Regions from separate parts of the Ovis aries genome. Here region 1 is linked to region 2. Evidence: chromatin contacts called from public Hi-C data. All regions are on one chromosome and are shown on one strand. The core of a region is the stretch at or near the end of the contact, and the rest is flanking DNA. Distances in the headings are between cores, read along the strand shown.

Region 1 (5,507 bases), core at 1,287-3,786, 190 kb after region 2:
TTGGGTTGTCTTCTCTGGGCACCAGGAGGCCACTGATGATTCTGAGGGGTTGGAGGGGTCAGGGAGGAAGGCCATGAGTTCTGAGAGCTGCGAGGAAGAGCCAGACTGTCTTGAGGACAAATCCTAGTTCCCTCACTAGGGATTCGGGGCAAATAAAACCTCTGGCTTGTCTTCTCGTGGGTAAAATGGGATAATTCTAGAACCTACTTCATAGAGATGTTGTGAGGATAAACTAAGCTAGTTCAATCCCAAGAAACTCTTTCTTGATGTCTTTGAAACTCCTAGGGAAAAGCACTGACAAGGCACACAGATCCGTGTTCAAATTCTGAAATGGGCAAAATGGCGCCATCTCCTTGGATGGCAGTGGAATGAAGCTTGCTCCCACTGGCACTAGTCCAGGGCTCTCTGAACAGCACCCAGGCCAGTTGCCCAGAGTGCGTGGGAAAGGCGCAGGGTCAGGAGTTTGAGGAGAAAGAAGAGTCAGTGGGGGAAGCTGGGCTGCTCCAAGCCTGAGCAGGGAGGCCTGCAGAGCCTGACACACAGTGGGCTCTGTCCTCGGCATCAGGGGGGGTGAGTGGCTTGGGCAGGGAAGGCCGGGGCAGCGGGACTGGGGTGGTTTCGGGTGTGCCCCTGGGTGTGCGGTGGAGTGCGCTGCAGGGAGAAGAGGCACTTGTGGGGAGAGGAGGAACAGATGGCGAGCCACAGGCTTGCAGGTTTTCACTCTGCCCAACTTCCGACCCCTGGTTCCAGGACTCCAGCCCAAGTGTGAGGTGATTGCTCCAGGGAGCAAGAGCTCTGCGGCCCCCTGACAGAGATTCGGCGCCCCTCTATTCCTGGGACCCTAGGTTCCCCTCACCAAGCACATTCTCCAGCACCCAGGAGCCCTGCTTAGATTCTCCAGCTGGGACTGGTGACCAGTAATGCTCAGCCTTTCGGTTGCTTCCTCGTACCTTCAGAGGGTAAGCGAGCAGTTAGCTGGGATATGTGTGCGTGGAGAGAGAGTTACCTAACATCTCCAGGAGGTCAGGAGTTGTGTCCAGGCAGCCTGTTTCCACTCAGAGGTTTGCACATTTGAGAGAACTGGATCTTGGCAACCAAGATCCCTCCCCCTCCGCCCTGTATGCAATCCAGTTTTTAAGTTTCAGCTGTGAGCTGCCAACTGCAGCCCTTGGCTCCTGAGGCACTAATGAAGTCCCTTCCCTTGTAGAGCATGGGCTCTCTTACAAGGATGCATAATTAGCTGAGTCTTGGAGAAGAGCAGAGAGCTCACAGAGTGCACACCCTGTGCCAGGCACCCAGAGAGCTTCTCGTACCAGTAAATCCCAGGTAGGAAAGAACTCAAGATTCTTTGTGACCTGGGTTGAAAGAAGTCAGCTCCCAGGCACGTGGAAGCCAAAGAAAAGTTAAAGTGTTAGTCACTCATTTGTATCTGATTCTTTGTGACCCCATGGACTGTAGCCCACCAGGCTCCTCTGTCCATGGGATTCTCCATGCAAGAACAGTGGAGTGGGTTGCCATGCCCTCCTCCAGGGGATCTTCCCTACCTAGGTGATTGAACCTGGGTCTCCTGCATTGCAGGCAGATTTTTTACCATCTGAGCCACCAGAGAAGCCAAAGGCCCCACTCAAATGTCAGTGGTCCATCACCTCTGGACAATCCAGACTCAAAGGGAAGAGTGGTCTTCCTAAGGGCCCACTGACAGAATTCTTAGGAATGGATCCCATGCTGGGCAAGGTGCTGAAGGGGTAACAGGATCTCTCTCCAGTCATACCAAAAGTCAGAGGGATCCCATCTGTGGCCTTGCTCCACCCGCTTTGGAGCCTGACTTGGGCAACCCTGAACCCTCACCATCCAAGCCCGTATCTTTCAGGGGCCCCAGTTGGCCACTCTCCAGCAGAGCACTGGACAGCCACCCAAGCGTACTGTGTTCCCTCTCTATAATGTTGAGACCTCTCAGCTCCAACTGTCTCTTTCTTTGGTTCTCTCCCTCCAGAAGTCGGTTCACAACAAGGAAGGTAAGTTCCCTGAGCTCCTGTCCAGAAGCTGAGCCTATGTCCCAGGGAGTTGTCTTTCAGCTTTATCCTCTTGACCCTTCCTCCCAGGCCCAGGCAACATAGGGAGCTCTGAGGCCCACATCAGTACAGTTTTTCCTCCTCAGCAATATATAACTTGAGTCTGGAAATCACATTTCTGGAATATCCCTTAAATATTATGTCTGAAAGTTCTAGAATGCTTGCTGGTGGAGAGAAGCAGAAACACTGGGCTGGAAACAGTGTCCACGGTAAAGGGTTAAGAAATCTAAAATCTGGTCTAAATTCAGAGTCTACATGTTTGCACTTTCATCCATTCTACTCCAATGACGTGGCAGCTGTCACTGCCTCTGCCCACTGTGGACTCGTCCTGCCTGAGCCAGGAGGCCTCCTCTGTCTGCTACGGAAGCATCTGCTCATTAGCTTGTCTGCCTTTGTGAGGACCCAGTGTGTGACCGTGTACCTTTAGGAACAGGCAAAGGATGTGAATTCTGCAGCAGGTTACGCTGTACACGGTCCTGCTCTGCTCATATTGTCTGCAGAGCTCTGAGATGACCACTGAGAGGCTCAGCCTCAGCCAGCTAACCAAACCGTTTAAATAAACCCAGGACCTTTTAAACAAACCCAGGGCGTCAGAGGATGAGATAGCTGGATGGCATTACCGATGCAATAGACATGAACTTGGGCAAACTTCGGGAGATGGTGAGGGACAGAGAGAGGCCTGGGCTGCTGCAGCCCACGAGGTCCCGAAGAGTCGGACACCACTGGGCGACTAACAGGACCTCTATATGGTGACTGGTCACTAGGGGGCGATCTCACACAGCAAACCTGCAGCCCTCTGAGCTCTGGGGGAAAGCTGAAGGCCTTCACTTGCCCTTCTATGGCTGGTTTTCTCAGTTCAGGGAGGGAATGAATTGAAAACAAGTCCAGGTCAGCAGGGAGGAGCATCTGAGAAGGCACACCTCCTGCGAGTTAAGATGTAACCATGTCCGCGGCACGTCAGTGTGGAGAGAAGCTGAAAAGACAAGAGCTTGTCTGTTTTTACTGGATATGAAAATGAATTTATTTACACAGTAACATGATGCCACAGAGAACACAGCAAAGTACCACAGCAAACCAAAGGGCGGCGCCACCTGGTGACAGAGGGGACCTTTTGTTGGTAGGTTTCTACAACTCTAAAATATGTTAAGTAGAGAGGTGACGCTCCAGGAAAGAACAAAAGAAACAAGATTTTCAAAAAGCGAGCATGGGCAGAGCCAGTGGGGAATGAAAGAGAGCGGAATGAGGACTGCCATGATTCAAACCACTGAAAGGACAACATCTTGCTTCTGCCCTCATCTCATACCAAAATGCCCGGCGTTATCAACAGAAAAATCCCATCCCGGTGTGTTCGCATGTAACACCTTTTAAAACTGCTAAGGGAAGGGATAACCAAGTAGTTATTTGGAGCAAATTTCCTGAAGCAGTGTGGTTTATCTTTCAAAAATGCTACCCTGAAGCCATAGGGCTGGTTCAACATTCAAGTTATCGGGAGCGCGGACACACACACTTTCCACACACTACACGGGCAAAGTGGATTTTCCATAATATAATATTTGTAGCAAAATATATGACTCTGTACTTCTGCTAGGTTAAAAAATGTCCGACCTCTTTTGATTCCCTGAAACTTTCTTGATTTAAAAAATAAAAGTGGAGGCAAACAGATGGGGAAAAGTGAGAAGCTGGAATAAATGCTGCGGCGTGGGAAACACCTGACGGGATGTCCCGGATGCAAGTCCCTGCAGCCCGCCCGGGGAAAAGGGGAAAAGCTTCTGCATTGGCTGACGCAAAAACCTACTCTAATTTCAGACAGCTGCGGAGAGAGGGTGTGTAACAGCTGTATAGCACCTTGTACTTTCTGGGCACTTATAAATATTAAAATGGTGGTGATGAGTGGTGAACACCTCGGTTTATAAAAAATACTAGACTTTTTAAAAGAAATTTCCCAAGAGTTTTTTTTTAAACAAACCTATTGAAACTACCACATCTCTTTAAAAAAAAAAACAACCAAAAAAAAAAAAAAACAAAACCCCTCAGCTTTCAGTATTACAGGGATATGATGTTCCCAAGCTGAAGTTTGGGTGATTGTCACAATCATGTCAATGGGAGAGGGGATAGTTCCTTCTCCTGAAACGCTGGGGAATTTATAATCTTCCCAAGGTTTTCATTAGCATCATCTCCCCCCACCCCCAATACACAAAATGGACTTGTTTTTAAAAAAAATAGGTGCTTTTTTTGAGGATGGTTTACTTGATCAGTGGAATACCTGGATGTGGGAATGCATGTGAATTCTCTTCCCATGGCGTCCGTCATAACTCAGCCTCATCATCTAAAAAACATCAGGACAAAGAGGCTTGGTTTCTTTGGTATAATCTCTGTCTAGAATCTTGCGTGGCACCACTCGTGGCTTCCCTAATGGCATCGGTTTTGGTCCGTGGAACCCCCACGTTTGGTGCTGCCGTCAGCACAGGCTGCGGCGCACAATTGAGCAAGAGCGGCACTTGGATTTGTCTTAGCGCAGCACTTTGGGCCTTTGAGAATATGGGCTTCAATGAGGTAAAACTAACCACCTGCTTTCACCGGCAGCCATCCTGTTCAGTCATTAGGCTGAACCAGAATTTTTACTCCTTGTCAACTAGTAAGGGGAATTAAAAAAACATGTCAGAGTTAGCCCAGGAAGTCAAGTTACTCCCTGCCCATCCCAAGTATGTTCATACCTTATTTATACATCTAGAATCACTTGGAATACAGCGCAGTATCCTAAGCCCATCCCAGTTTCTGGAACTAACCCATATTTTTTTCAGATTGCTGCTGGTAACATCTAAAAAAAACTCCTATCAGCAAAACTAAGTCAGGTAATTTCCTAGCACCAAAGTATTCTTAATTCGAATGTGAGAAGTGGAGTGCAATCCTTCTATGTCCTACTATTTAGTAGGCCCCAAAGATCTTTCATGGATATTTTATAATGCTAGACACTTTAAAATACAATTTTAGGTAGTCTAATTCCCAGGATTATCATTAATATTTCCAGAGGCTCAGATCTCTTGGTTTAGTTTTCTAAGTTCACAAACTTGGGCTGAGTCTGGAAGCACAACTGGCCCCAGTGACAGTGAAAGGCTACTCAGACCCTTAAAATTCTAACCAACAGATTTTACTTTTGGGCCCTCAACATCAGTAGATTAGGGAATGTGAGTGCTGTGCTCCCCTGTATATCTCAGCCGGTTTATCTTCTGAGGGCAAAGCTTAAAACCCACTGCCATACTCCTGGCTTCCAATTCTGACTTAGCCTATGGGTTGGTGGACGTCCTTCACCATTCTTTTGTTGCTGATGCCATGGGTTGCAACTGCTCTTTCCACCATCTTGCTGTTATTCTGGATGAATTAGCTCCTTGGCATCATGCTAGTGCACCAAGGGCTCTCAGGCGAGCAAGAGGGCCC
Region 2 (5,794 bases), core at 429-2,928:
TTTTAAATGAGTCAGTTCTTTGCATCAGGAGGCCAAAATATTGGAGTTTCAGCTTCAGCATCAGTCCTTCCAATGAATATTCAGGACTGATTTCCTTTAGGATGGACTGGTTAGATCTCCTTGCAGTCCAAGGGACTCTCAAGAGTCTTCTCCAACCATAGTTCAAAAGCATCAATTCTTAGGTGCTCAGCTTTCTTAACAGTCCAACTCTCACATCCATACATGACTGCTGGAAAAACCATAGCTTTGATTAGATGGACCTTTGTTGGCAAAATAATGTCTCTGTTTTTTAATATGCTATCTAGGTTGGTCATAACTTTTCTTCCAAGAAGCAAGTGTCTTTTAATTTCATGGCTGCAGTCACCATCTGCAGTGACTTTGGAGCCCAAAAAAATGTCTGTCACTGTTTCCACTGTTTCCCCATCTATTTGCCATGAAGTGATGGGACCAGATGCCACAATCTTAGTTTTCTGAATGTTGAGTTTTAAGCCAACTTTTTCACTCTCCTCTTTCACTTTCATCGAGAGGTTCTTTAGTTCTTCACTTTCTGCCATAAGGGTGGTGTCCTCTGCATATCTGAGGTTATTGATATTTCTCCCTGCAATCTTGATTCTGGCTTTTGCTTCATCCAGCCCAGTGTTTCACATGATGTACTCTGCATAGAAGTGAAATAAGCAGGGTGACAATATACAGCCTTGATGAACTCCTTTCTCTATTTGGAACCGGTCTGTAGTTCCATGTCCAGTTATAACTATACAAAAGGTGTCAATATTTCTTAAATGCCTGGATGGTAAGTATCCTGAGTGCCAGCTCTCCAGGCAGGTGGCAGGGAATGTTTGGGACTGGTTGTAAGAAGGAGCCTCAGGTCTCCTGCAGAGCAATATTAAGTAGGCCAAGTATATGCTAGTCTTAAAGAATAATTTATGTCTTAAACATAATTTACTGAATTATACATTTTACTTAGGGACAGTGGTAAAGAATCTGCATGCCAAAGCAGGAGGCGCGGGTTCCAACCCTGGTGCGGATGACGCATTGGAGAAGGGCACGGCAACCCACTCCAGTATTCTTGCCTGGAAAAATCCCATGGACAGAGGAGCCTGGCAGGTTACAGTCCATGGGGTCGCAAAGAGTAGGAAGCGACTTAGCGACTAAGCAACCTCAAACTTGGCGAAGGTCACAGAACTTGTAAATCGCGAAACTGAGCATCAGATACAAAACATCTGGCTTCAGTACCCGGGTTCATTCGTTCTGCTCTGGTCAAATAAGTAAGTAGAGATACATTAAAGATTTGGAAATACAAAGATTTTCCTAGGTACTCTATTGTTTTCATCCAAATCTGCAGCCTTTCTCATTGATGAAAGCAGGGTCGGTTACATGGACTAGACAGGGATCTTCGGGCAGGAATGAGGCTGACTGACAGAGACACGGCGAGGGTGGAGTGAGGGCGTGTCTTCTGGAGGGTGTCGTGGCGCAAGGAAAGGCTCCCCCGGGGGTCTCCCCTCCCGGCCACGATCGCCAGCCTCCGGGAACCTCTGGGCCCGCGGCAGATCGCCACATCGCCGCGGCCCGCCCCCAGCGCCGTGCGACCCAATCAGCGGCGCGGCCTGGCGCCCCGCCTCGCCCCGCCCCCCCCCACCCCCACCGGGGCTATATAGGCCTCGGCCGGACCAGTTTCACCATCGCAGTTGTGGCTCGGGCCTCAGCCTTACAGCACACTAGTAACTGAGGCCACGGACCTCTCCGCATTCCGTTCCCACCTCCGTACGTCGCCGCGCCGCCTCTCTGCAGCTCCCATCCGAGCGCCGCCGCTGGCGTGGGCCCCGCCTGCTTCCCTCCTCGCCTCACTGTGTGTCCGCGGCTGGCTGGCGCGATGCAGCTGGGCCCGAGGCCCGCCACGCTGGGGCTGCTGCTGCTGTGCGCCGCGGCAGCCAGCGCCGGGGAAGCCGAGGAGCTGCACTACCGGCAGGGCGAGCACCGCGCAGACTACGACCGCGAGGCGCTGCTGGGCGGCCAGGTGAGGCGGCCAGACCGGGGGCTGGGAGGGCCGGGCCTCGCAGCGCGGCTGCCGCGGGCTTTGTCCCCGCGGGACAAAGGGGGCGGCCGGGCGAGGCCTGGTCGGGGCAGCCTGACAATGGGGGCCGGGCGGGGCGCTGCTCACTCTCCGATGGACCCCGGGGTCTGTAAGCTCGTGAAAATAGTGCGGCCCAAGACCCAGATCCCTTCTACTCTCCTACAAGGGGCAGGATCACTGAGGGGATCATTGGGGGCAGGGCCCTTGGAGAGCAGATATGGGTCACCCCAAAAGCCCTCCGCAAGGAAGGTCTCTAATAGCTCTGTTTTTCTCCACCATTTTACCCTCCTGATAGTAATGCTTGATCCCCCCTGTATATCGCTTACCTCCCAAAGGAAGAAGTCGATGAATATGTTAAACTCTCCCCCGAAGAGCAACACAAAAGACTGAAGTCAATCATAAAGAAAATTGACTTGGACTCAGATGGCTTTCTCACCGAAAGTAAGGACGTCCTACACAACTAACAATGGAGACATCCCTTTGTAGGAGACAAATACAAACGTTTAAGCAGGGTGTCTGTTGAGTGTAGATGACTAGTGTTGCAATCAATTAGAGATGCTATGTGAGAGGGGTAAAAAGGACATGGTGAGTAGGTTTTATACCTCCAAATCTTTAGACATAGGATACCAAGTAAAGCTCAGTGCTCTCTCCAGTAATACATAAGCATCATTGACCCTGGTGTTCAGGTCATACCTAGAGCAATTGCCGGACTCCTCACATGACTTTTTATCAACGTCAACAATGTGATTCATTTTGGAGAAACAAACTAAAACCTTAAGGCATTAAGTTTATTGCTCTTTTGATAAATGCTTCATTAGAATCTTAAGAACTTGCTTCTTTTTATAAGCAAGTGGAAAAGGACCTGTTTCATGTGAATTGTGCTTATGACAGATTATTATAACTCGGTAGGAACCATATAATCATTATATCCACCTCTTTTTGTAGGGGTGAAGAAACTGAAACCCAGAGGCATAAGTACCTTCCTCAAATGAGTGGCAAAACCAGGATTAGAATCCATATCTCCTTCCCTCAATTCAGTCTTTAATATCCTTCACTTAAAAAAAAAAAAAAAAAAAGAGTGCTCTTAGATAGGTTCTAGAGTCAGGAACGAAATGCACAGATTATTAAAAGAATATTCTAAATAAATAGCTGTGCACCTGCCTCTCCCCATTGCTTAATTCAGTTGAAAAACCCTATCAACTTTTCCAAATTGATCCTCAACAAAAATTCAGGAGCTGTTTTGCTATAACTGTCATTTAAATGCTGCTTAACATCTGAAGAATGAAGTTGCTAGAGAGAATTACAAGCTGATTGGTAAATTCAAGATGTGTTGTCAATGAAGTGCCCTCAGGTGTGGTCACCAATATTAAGGTTTTGCTCCTTCTATGTGAACAACAGAGCCTCTAGACTAATTATCCAATAAGAATAGGTCCAACTTTGGATTCATTAGAGAGTGCACAAGATGATTTGGAAAACTTGGTGGCATTTATCTGTAAGGGCCTATATATGTTCAAATATTTAATAGTAAGCTTTAAAAAAATTAAAAGAAACTTAGTCCAAATCTTCATTTAATAGATGAGAAAACAAAACCTTGAGAGGGTAAACTTAGCTCTAATAGCAGAGCTGAAGTGTGAAGCCCTGTTTCTGGCCTCTGTTCCATTCTGTATCCTGTTATGCCTGGATGATCATTCCTCTTGAGGACTCTTCAGGAAGTTTTGCTTATTTGCACGTTAAGGGCCAGGACTGGACTCGGGTTCTTGAGAGACAGCAAAGTTCAGTGGAAGGAGTGTGGGCTTTGAAGCCAAACATGGGGTTTGAATCTGGACTCTGCTACTTATCAGTTATGAGTCCTCAATTTCTAATGTCAATTTCCTCAACTGTAAAGCAATTATTATAATTGCCTTGTTTTGAGAATTAAAGACAGCATCTGTAGAGGACTTAGTATAAAGTAATTGTTCCATGGTTACCATAATTATTCTACCCCAATTTAAAGTTTCAGGAGAGGCAAAGTATCTTTACTTTTCTCTATTCACCTGACTTGGAGAAGGCAATGGCACCCCACTCCAGTACTCTCGCCTGGAAAATCCCATGGACGGAGGAGCCTGGTGGGCTGCAGTCCATGGGGTCGCTAAGAGTAGGACACGACTGAGCGACTTCACTTTCACTTTCCACTTTCATGCATTGGAGAAGGAAATGATAACCCACTCCAGTGTTCTTGCCTGGAGAATCCCGGGGACAGGGGAGCGTGGTGGGCTGCCGTCTATGGGGTCACACAGAGTCGGACACGACTGAAGCGACTTAGCAGCAGCAGCAGCATTCACCTGACTTCCCCCAAGCTAACAGAGGAATACCATTCTTTAAATGGTGTATTATCTTTAAACCAAATGGGTACTCTTGCTATTCTTACAAATATGCAGATTTTTCTCCCCTCACCCCCTTTTCTCTATGATGCATATACTAAATATCTCTGCTGCTGCTGCTGCTCAGCCGCTTCAGTCGTGTCCGACTCTGTGCGAGCCCATAGACGACAGCCCACCAGGCTCCTCTGTCCCTGGGATTCTCAAGGCAAGAGCACTGGAGTGGGTTGCCATTTCCTTCTCCAAAATATCTCTATAGATATTTTAAAGTATTTTAAGATAGATTTTTAAAAGTTGATTTGAAAGTGGACATTTCAGATTTAGAAACTTTTCCTCCATGTTTTCAGATTCCCAGTTAAGACAAAGCAATTACAAGACACACATAAATCATAATTGCTACCCATAACTTTGTTAAAATTTCCTCCAGATGATTTGACATAGTTAATGGTAATATACTGTAACAATGTTTCTCAAACTTCCGTCACTTGAGTGCATTTTTCAGAATTGAGATCATACTTACTATTATTTCCTTGATATAGTCTTACTTCAACTCAATGTAAAATGTATTTTAAACTTTATATTTTGTAAATGAAGAACATTTTTTCTAATACATATTAAAATAAGTGGTTAGCTATTCAAATATTTGTGCTTCCTGAGAGATCTGTGGTAATTAGCAAAGGAAAAGTTGCTCAGTCGTGTCCAACTCTTTGTGATCCCATGGACTATACAGTCCATGGAACTCTCCAGGCCAGAATACTTGAGTGGGTAGCCTTTTCCCTCTCCAGGGGATCTTCCCAACCCAGGGATCAAACCCAGGTCTCCTGCATTGTAGGTGGATTCTTTACCAGCTGAGCCACAAGGGAAGTCTAAGAATACTGGAGTGGGTAGCCTATCCCTTCCCTAGTAGATCTTCCCAACCCAGGAATCAAACCAGGGTCTCCTGCACTGCAGACAGATTCTTTACCAACTGAGCTATCAGGAAAGCCCAATTAGCAAAAGTTATCTGCAATTTTTTGGATAATATGTTTTAAAAGTCAAGTGCTTTCTTGGCCAATTGGTAGTTTATTTAATAAATACTTGTTGAGCCCGGTGCTTTCTAGTCATTTGGAGTACCTCAGTGAAAAAAATATACCAAAACTCTCCATACTCAAAGGGCTTACATACTGGGTAGATCACACATAACATTCTTAGATTCCAAACAGCTCTCCTCGTCTCCTACTCTTGTTTCTATGAACACAGCTAAACCAGTTCTCACTCAAATATTTATAAACACTAAAGTTTTTTTTTTTTATTGTTTTAAAGAATGTTTAGAAATCCTCGCTTCTCTTAAGTATCAGAATTACTGTCACATTCATTATGTTCTGGG

What was found. Hi-C and Micro-C count contacts between places; a contact is called where the count stands out from the background.
Region 1: a Hi-C map of hypothalamus shows a contact between it and region 2, with 2.4 times the contacts expected there. The contact joins the enhancer-like site here to the promoter of RCN2 in region 2. A contact is called at or near these places in 3 of 16 Hi-C or Micro-C datasets (hypothalamus and tail adipose tissue).

Annotation. Positions count from the first base shown.
Region 1 is chr18:30,014,530-30,020,036 of ARS-UI_Ramb_v3.0, forward strand. PEAK1 (pseudopodium enriched atypical kinase 1) reads right to left here. Exons shown (of 9, transcript XM_060401726.1): 9 at 3,069-5,507. Among named protein-coding and RNA genes, the nearest start is that of TSPAN3, 36 kb to the left of the region's middle. Within about 2 kb of position 2,537, at least 10 of the 54 cell types and tissues checked have an H3K27ac peak or open chromatin away from gene starts, as enhancers often do. A contact at or near this core is called in hypothalamus, where this site is marked.
Region 2 is chr18:29,825,419-29,831,212 of ARS-UI_Ramb_v3.0, forward strand. It overlaps RCN2 (reticulocalbin 2), which reads left to right and starts at 1,679. Exons shown (of 7, transcript XM_027957157.3): 1 at 1,679-2,014; 2 at 2,407-2,512. The coding sequence starts at 1,871.